Linked DNA regions of Sus scrofa: region 1 is linked to region 2. A link is a contact called in public Hi-C data. All regions are on one chromosome and are shown on one strand. Each heading gives the region's core, a stretch centred on a gene start, on an enhancer-like site or on the middle of the called end of the contact. The rest is flanking DNA. Distances are from core to core; before and after follow the strand shown. Region 1 overlaps ARHGAP18 (rho GTPase-activating protein 18). Region 2 overlaps ARHGAP18 (rho GTPase-activating protein 18).

Evidence for each region. A called contact is a pair of places that touch in the nucleus more often than the background predicts.
Region 1: a contact with region 2 is called in a Hi-C map of alveolar macrophages, with 1.7 times the contacts expected there. The contact joins two enhancer-like sites. A contact is called at or near these places in 1 of 5 promoter capture datasets (liver), 25 of 47 Hi-C or Micro-C datasets (adipocytes, adipose tissue, alveolar macrophages and 12 more) and 2 of 2 datasets of contacts at active chromatin or transcription factors (alveolar macrophages and skeletal muscle).

What each region holds. Positions count from the first base shown.
Region 1 is chr1:33,689,039-33,693,458 of Sscrofa11.1, reverse strand. The region is part of intron 10 of ARHGAP18 (rho GTPase-activating protein 18); the gene reads right to left. Among named protein-coding and RNA genes, the nearest start is that of ARHGAP18, 160 kb to the right of the region's middle. Within about 2 kb of position 1,583, at least 7 of the 83 cell types and tissues checked have an H3K27ac peak or open chromatin away from gene starts, as enhancers often do. A contact at or near this core is called in alveolar macrophages, where this site is marked.
Region 2 is chr1:33,566,253-33,570,531 of Sscrofa11.1, reverse strand. The region is part of intron 1 of ARHGAP18 (rho GTPase-activating protein 18); the gene reads right to left. It overlaps LOC106508849 (a long non-coding RNA gene), which reads left to right. Exons shown (of 3, transcript XR_001305925.2): 3 at 2,750-3,102. Among named protein-coding and RNA genes, the nearest start is that of ARHGAP18, 41 kb to the right of the region's middle. Within about 2 kb of position 3,006, at least 3 of the 83 cell types and tissues checked have an H3K27ac peak or open chromatin away from gene starts, as enhancers often do. A contact at or near this core is called in alveolar macrophages, where this site is marked.

The DNA of each region.
Region 1 (4,420 bases), core at 334-2,833, 120 kb before region 2:
GGAGAGAGATGCTGGAAGGACCCCCATCTCAAAGATGAGAAAACAAAATCTAAGAGAAGGCACGTAACTAACCAGAGGTTAGACAGTGAGCAGATGGTAGAGAGGGAATTTAAGTGCATGTCCACCTGGCTTTGTTTCTGAACTCTTAACTATTAAAAGAAGCATGTTTTCACAATGAGCCTAAAATCCCTACTTGAAAAAGGTCAAATAAACTACCACAAAATGGAAAAACAAAAGAAAAAAATCTCTCACAGGATTTCAGGGGGAAAGATTCCTTTCAGTGCTAACAGGTTGACCTTGAATCAAGTTTAGCTGACACAGACACTCCCAAATTTGAAACAAACTGAAGCCTTAATATCTAACAATGAGATTTATGTATCTAATTTCCTGTACAGTGCTCAGCAAGTTAAACTGTAATCCAAGCATGAGGTTATATAGAAAAAAATACCTCCTCAAATGAGGACAAAAGATTAATTGGTAAGGTTTGGAAAAAATATTTAATTTTGTTCCAGAGACCAGAATAATTATTCACAGACTAGTGTATCTCTTTCTTTACAAGCATAAATTACAGAGATTAGGTAATAAACCACTTAAATGTGGTATGCATGATTCAATAAAGTTATTCAAAATACTACTATCAGAATATTAGAATCAGTAAGTGTGTGTGTGGATATGAAACTAATAAAATGTTAGCCTAGCCCCTGCTGAAAGAACTTCATCTTCAGATGTATCTTCTCTTTATCAAGGACAGTCCTTTTGAAAAAGTATCTATCACCAGTCCATTGTTATATATTAGTATCACTGGACCTACTCTCTGAAAACCTAGTCCCAGCACAGTTACTTATTAGTCATGTGTATTTTTTGCCTTTTCTTTCCTTTTTTTTGGCATCCCTGCTCTTTAAAGCCTTCTAATTCACAAAATGGGGAAACTAACCTCCCAACCCTGCTGGGATGAAGCAAGACAATGTATACAATGAACTTCCTAAAACCACAAAAACGCTAAACACGTGCCGATAATATATTAACATAGATTCACCATTGATATCTTCACATCAGTCTTTGTTAAAGACTAAGTCGGGGAGTTCTCATCGTGGCTCAGTTGAAACGAATCTCACTAGCATCCACGAAGACACGGGTTTGATCCCTGGCCTCGCTCAGTGCGTTAAGGATCTGGCATTGCTGTGAGTTGTGGTGCACATTGTAGATGCGGTCCAGATCTGGTGTTGGTGTGGCTGTGGTGTAGGCCGGCGGCTATAGCTCTGATAGGACCCCTGGCCTGGGAACCTCCATGTGCCAAGGGTGCAGCCCTAAAATATATAAATAAACAGACAGACAGTCTAAGCCAAAGGTAGGTATGATCACTGGTCCAGATGCACAATAATCCAAGGTGTTAAAAAAAGAAAAAACTCCTGGTCGAGTAACCTGCCCAAAGACACCTGTTGCTTTAGATTTAAACTGGGACACAGTGTTTCACACGGTCCCTCCAAACCCTTCGTTAGATGTGCTGTAAAAATAGTCTACACAAGACATGCACGTGATCCTGTCCCTCCAAACAGCCACTGAAGGAGTGGCACCAGGACAGGAAAAACGGAGCAAGTCTGCATTCAACTTCCTGAAATTACTTTGTGATGAAGTTTCCCTTCTCCTTTAGAGAACTAAATTTAAATGGCTTATGCTCTTGTACAAATGGTATACTTGCTTCAATGTTTCTATTATTAGAAATCTTGTTTGAAACCTTCATCAGAGCTGGCTGATTAAGCTACTAAAGCTTAAGTAAATTAGGAAAATTACTTGTGCGCATTTTCCAATATTTTACCCCCCAAAAAGTATTTTCCACCTTATTTATATGACTGTGCTCCCAGGAACCTTACATGCTAAAATTAAAATCACTTAATATTTTTAAGAAATATATATTTTTTTTCCTTTTGCCTTTTCTAGGGCTGCTTCCCGCAACATATGGAGGTTCCCAGGCTAGGGGTCGAATCAGAGCCATAGCCACAGGCCTACGCCAGAGCCACAGCAACGTGAGATCCGAGCCTCGTCTGCGACCTACACCACAGCTCACGGCAACACCGGATCCTTAACCCACTGAGCAAGGCCAGGGATTGAACCGGCAACCTCATGGTTCCTAGTCGGATTCGTTAACCACTGCGCCACGACGGGAACTCCAAGAAATATAATTTTAAACAGATTAAAAAAAAAGAAGAAGAATATGCTGGGGACTTGAAAGGCAAATCCAAGAATGAACTGAAGACCAAACTCACCCATCAGTAACCATATTGGGATTAGCAGTCCCTCCCACAACTATCAGAACACATTTGAATGCAGAAAGTAAATGATGTGTCTTTCAAGTTCCACCTTATAATGACCATTCTTTATTTTTTTCTCTTTTTGGCTGATCTAAACTTACTAAATTTATTTCATGTCATTGTGGTGACTTTCACAGCTATTTAGACTTATTTTCAATCACCTTACTGTTCGTAGAATTCATTAACAAACTAGGATTTTACACCTAAAGGTTTTCAGCAGCACAGCAGGATAGCAAAGGGGCCTATGAGGTGCTGGTAACTGGAACCTAGGTCTGATTTTTTTTTTTTTTTTTTTTTTAATGCTTTTTAGGCCTGCACCTGCCGCTGGCCTAGCCACAGCTCACAGCAAATGTCGGATCCTTAACCTACTGAGTGAGACCAGGGATCGAATCTGCATCCTCAAGGACACTGATGAGGTTCATAATCTACTTAGCCACAATGGGAACTCTCAGGTCTGATCATTTAGATAGATGATTAAAACATTATTGCTTTATTAGTTCTATTAGCCTGGGTTATCATGCTGATGGGCACCTTTAGGTGAATAAGGAAAACAAAACAAAACAAAAAAAAACCATTGAATTCCTCTTTCTGGGTCATGGATGTCCTGTGTCAAAGGCAAGGCTAACAGGCAGAGAATGGACCAGAAATCAGTCCCTGGGCCAGATGTCCCTATCTTAGCCACATTCTACACACCCATACACAGTAGCCCTGGTCACACAAGGTTTTTATGCAACCTTTCTGGAGTTGGTCTCTGTCTCCAAAACCAAAGCGAATCAAACTGAATCCGCCTTTTCAGTTACTCATTTGACAATCAGTGAAGCAAAAGATTATTTTCTGGCTTAGTAATGGGAGTAACGCTGGAAGTTCTCCTGTCACGACGCAGTGTTTTCGCTCCAGCCGTTCTCATCAACTGCTTCATCCAGAAAAGTTGAGTATTAACATTCATTGCATGGGCATGGAATTCACTCATTTAGTTTCAGTTCAAGGAGTCTTAATAAGGTACAGAAGAAAAATTTCCTAGATTTACCAACTGGTGGTTTTGTTTTCTTGACAAATGATTTTTTTATTTTTTCATTTTAAATAGAAAGAACTACATGGGGTAAAAGGGTAAGGGTTTCACCTTTACCTGTATGAAAAATAATTTTTTTAAGGCAAGAGTAAAACATAAGGTAAATACCCTAAATTATATTTCTAGGGGTTCTCTTGTGGCCCAGTGGGTTAAGGATCCATCATTACCGCAACAACAGCTTGAGAATGCAGCTTCAATTCCTGGCCTGGGAACTTTCACAGGCTGTGGGCATGGCCAAAAATTACCTTTTTTTTTTTTTTTTTTTTCCTTTTTCGGTCACATCCATGGCCTATGGAAGTTCTCAGGCCAGGGGTCGAATCTGAGCCACAACTGTGACCCACTCCACAGCTTTGGCAGGGCCAGATCTTTAACCCACTGCTATGGGCCAGACATTGAACTCACACTGCCACAGAGACAAGAACAGATCCTTAACCTGCTGTGTCACAGCAGGAACTCCCGAAAATTGTATTTTTAAAGTTTTCTTTTTTCTTTCATAAAAGTTTATAATTAAACCTTTTCCAACTACTCTATAATTTTTGCCATTAAGGAAAAAGTCAATCAATGTGGAATAATCCACTGATTATTATGAAAGTCCTTGGCAACACATACAAGCAGCAGCATTAAACCATGTGAATATTAGACCAAATCACTTTGAAATGAGAATGTAAATCAGAAATTCAGGGTAGGCCCTTTGAGAAATAACTAAAATTTATTTGAGTTAGTCTATCTTTTGGCTAACTAATCAAATGCTTCAAAATTATCACTGACTTATTTCAAACTCTACTGCTTGGAACTACAAAAAAAATCTAACATCTATGGGCAACAGTGGGTTATATTTGATGAGCCTCAGGATTTTTTTTTTTCGTGTTTTTGGTTTTTGTTTGTTTGTTTTTTGCTTTTTAGGGCCACACCTGTAGCATATGGAGGTTCCCAGGCTAGGGGTTCAATCAGAGCTACAGCTGCTGGCCTACGCCACAACCACAGCCACGCAGGATCCGAGCCGTATCTGCAACCTACACCACAGCTCACAGCAATGGTGGAT
Region 2 (4,279 bases), core at 1,757-4,256:
TGTATCTCCTGTGCTGTACATTACATCATTGTGACTCAACTATCTTTTTTTTTTTTTAATTTTTGGCCATGCCTACAGCATGCAGTGTGAACCTGGACCATAGCTGTAATCAGAACCACAAGAGTGACAATACCAAGTTCTTAACCCAATGAACCATAAGGGAACTCCCCATCTTTTTTTTTTTTTTTTTTTTTTTTTCCTTTTTAAGGCTGTACTCATGGCCTATGGAAGTTCCCAAGGTAGGCATCGAATCAGGCTGTGGCTGCTGGCCCACACCACAGCCACAGCAATGTGGGATTTGAGCCACATCTGCAACCTACACCGCAGCTCACAGTAATGCCGGATCCTTTAACCCACCTAGCAAGGCCAGGGATTGAACCCACATCCTCACTGATAGTCAGATTCACTTCTGCTGCACCACAAAAGAAACTCTCTCCATCTATTTTATACCGAGCAGTTTGTTCCTCTTAATCCCCTTCACCTATTTCACCCCTCCCTCTATCCCCACTCTCCTCTGGCAACCACTATCTCGTTCTCTGTATTTGTGAGCTTATGTCTGTTTTGTTATATTTGCTTGGTTTTTTTAATTTTATTTACTTATTTTTTGCTTTTTAGGGCCATACCCATGGCATAAGGAGGTTCCCAGGCAAGGGGTCTAATCGGAGCTACAGCTGCTGGCCAACACCACAACCACAGCAACACCAGATCCTAGCCATGTCTGTGACCTACACCACAGCTCATGGCAACGCCAGATCCTTAACCCACCGAGCGAGGCCAATGATTGAACTTACAACCTCGTGGTTTCTGCTGTGCCACCATGGGAACTCCCTTGTTTTGTTTTTTTAGATTCTGCATACAAATAATCACATATAGTATTTGTCTTTCTCTAACTTATTTCACTAAGCATAATACTGCCTCCATTCCATCCATGTTATCGCAAATGGCAAGATTTCTTTCTCTTTTTTTAAATCTAAGTATCTTTTGATAGTTGTGGGCTTCTCTCTTAACCATTCATTTCCTGAATTAATGAGAGGGTTACTAGATTGGCCCTAAAATATGACACAATTATTGTCAGTTCACTGGTTTATTTTCCTATGAAAATGTGTTCCTTGGCCACACAATGAACACATTTTGCAAATACTTTTGCCACACACTTACTAGTGTCAGGCACTATATTAGCTGATGGTAATAAATTAATAAATGAGGAAGAAATAAGGAACTTACAATAAGCTAGTAATCTCAAACTTTTTAGATTCCCCCAGCTTAAAAAAAAAATGCATGTATTTACTTTTCTGTGCTATTTTACTTCTTCTCAGTTAATCCTCATTTCTGTGCCTCCATTTGACAAAATAAGGAAACTCAAAGATTAGTTAGAAAGATTAAGCAATTTATAAGAGACAGAACCAGCAGGGCTCACATTTGAACCCCTGTCTCCTGCCTTTAACTCAATCATATCATCTCTTTACCATGGCACACTGTTCATGGCCATCTGTCAAGAGTAATATTACGGTGCAGTTCGAAGCTCCCGTCTCAAGTGGATTTGTGTTGTGTCGAAGCTCCCGTCTCAAGTGGATTTGTGTTGTGTCAAGTTTGAGCATTGCTGTGTCATTAAAGGAAACACTGAGCACAAATCACCAGCAGCTGAGCACGGTACTAGAGCTACAGTCCTCTGAACACTATTATGCCTTTCAATTAAACAGACAAGATGCCCTCATCCTTATTTTCATTTGACAAGAGAGATACCATGGTCCCATATTTTAATCGCCCAAGTATTCTACACACTCTCTGCAGTGAGCAAGTCTGATTCTTTCAAGGGAAAAGTTAACCCAGTAATATTTCTCAGACTTTGTGTTAGCTTATAATATAGTCATTGGAATCTTGTTATATAGATTCTAGGTTCCCAACAGGATTGTTCCAAAGGTGACTTGCTCTTACACCGAGATAATGCTTGGTCCCAATAACTAAACGCCCCCTGGACCACAGTCAGCTCTGTAGCAAAGCACTGGCCCCACCTGCTTACTTTCCTCCTCTCTCTGAACCCTGTCCTGTTATAAGAGGGATCAGAGGTTGTTTCTTCGGGCATCTCATTTTATTTTTTCGTCTTTTCTATGGCCGCACCCGTGGCATATGGAGGTTCCCAGGCTAGGGGTCTAATCCAGCCTACACCACAGCCACAGCAATATGGGATCCGAGCCACGTCTGCGACCTACACCACAGCTCACGGCAACACCGGATCCTTAACCCACTGAGTGAGGCCTGGGATCGAATCTGCAGTCATCATGGTTCCCAGTTGGATTTGTGAACCATTGAGCCATGACGGGAACTCCTTTTTTAGGGCATTTTAGTTGAATGTGCAGAACTAAGACAAGTAGGTGATGGAGCATTTTAAAAAGTGAAAGCCTTTATTTCTCACAAGGATGGCTTAAGTATTAACTTAGATCTCCCTTGGACCATCTAAAGAAAAGCTGAATTACTGAAGTATGAACGACACCTCAACGTGTGATAATTTCACCAATAACATGTTCCCAAAGACTATGCCTGGCCCTCCAGACTACCTCTCATCCTGTTATGCTTAAGTTATTTCTGATATCTCCCTCCCCTATACACACACCCTCTCTCTCTGTCACGTAACACACACGAGGCCTCTACAGGATTACATGATCCTTGAGGGTAGGATATTCTATCTCTATACTCTCAATATAATGTCTGGACTTAGTCACTCACTAGTGTTTCTTGATTGGATATGCAGAAGTGTCCAGGTCCAAGCCACTGATCCAGCCAAGGACAAAGGAAAAGCCCAAAGAGTCCTGCTTGCCCACAGATGCGGGTGGAGAGGTCAGCACAAACCCCAAGAAAAGCACAATAGAGAAATCAGGTGGATCCTCGCTAGAACAGTTTCTTGGCTGAGAAGATACACGCTGGAAGCCTCTGGTAAGACGAAGCTCCCCTACTGAACTGGTCATTGTTAACGCAACCCTCTACCACTGTGAACGTGGGAAGCACTGTCAACTATGCGCTCTGAAAGAGGAAGGAAAAAGGATCATTTTCATTCTGTTCTTTTACCTCCCCTTTCCTGAATAAACCAGAATCACTATCATGCTAGCACTGACTAATTGGTCAACAGTCTCAGCCTGTCTTTATCTTACGGCGCATCAGAAGGCATGGGAAACATGCCTCAAGAAAAAAAGCACCAAGTCTGTAATTCCCCCACAGCACAGTGTTCAACCACCACTGGCATCGCTAATCAACAACTATAATTAAGCCTAATTATAAATTACAAGCATCTAATTTTAGGAGACCTTTGCTTTATAAATCCTAGACATTAGAGATGTTATTAACTTCGCTACTTCCAATTATTCCAGAGCCAGAAACATCCCTTATGCATTCTTGCTCATGAATCTGTCCTAGAAACAGTCCAACAATCAGGACCCTTTCCTCAGGTCTAGAGGGACCAGAGACAGAAATCCCTTTGGGTTGAGCATCTCTGGGAAGGTAATTGTATGCCACCCACCCAAATCTCTCTTCTACTTACATCTGCAACATCCCCGAGGGTTTCAGATTTTCTATTACTTGCTCCCCTACAGTCCTCGTGTGATTTTTTTTTTTTTTTTTTTTTTGGCTGCTTTTTAGGGCCGCACTTGGAGGCATTGCAGCACATGGAAGTTTCCAGGCTAGGAGTCCAATCGGAGCTGCAGCTGCTGGCCTACACCACAGCCACAGCCACATCCAAGCCAAGTCTGTGACCTACATACACCACAGCTCACGGCAATGCCTGATCCTTACTTAACCCACTGAGCAAAGCTGGGGATTGAACCCACATTCTCATGGATACCAGTTGGGTTCCTTACCACTGAGCCACAACAGGAACTCCCTGGTATGATTTTTCATATGAATAGTTTCCGGAAATGTGGTCAATCTCAGCCCTATCCACTTAACAAAGACGTGAGTCGGGGAGAGCCGAGAATGGGAAAAGAAGTGTCAGAAGTCCACTACAGAATAGGTACAAGTGCCCAGGAGAGTACTTAAGCCCCTTGCTGCCAGCTCTGAACCACCATCACGTACATTTTGGTTGGTGTTTCTTGTTTCTGTTTTTTTTTTTTAGGGTCACACCTGCGGCATATGGAGGTTCCCAGGCTAGGGGATGAACTGGAGCTGCATCTGCCGGCCTACACCACAGCCACAGCAACGTGGGATCCTAAACCACTGAGCAGGACCAGGGATCAAACCCGCATCCTCATGGATACTAGTAGGGTTCGTTAGTGCTAAGCCGTGACAAGAA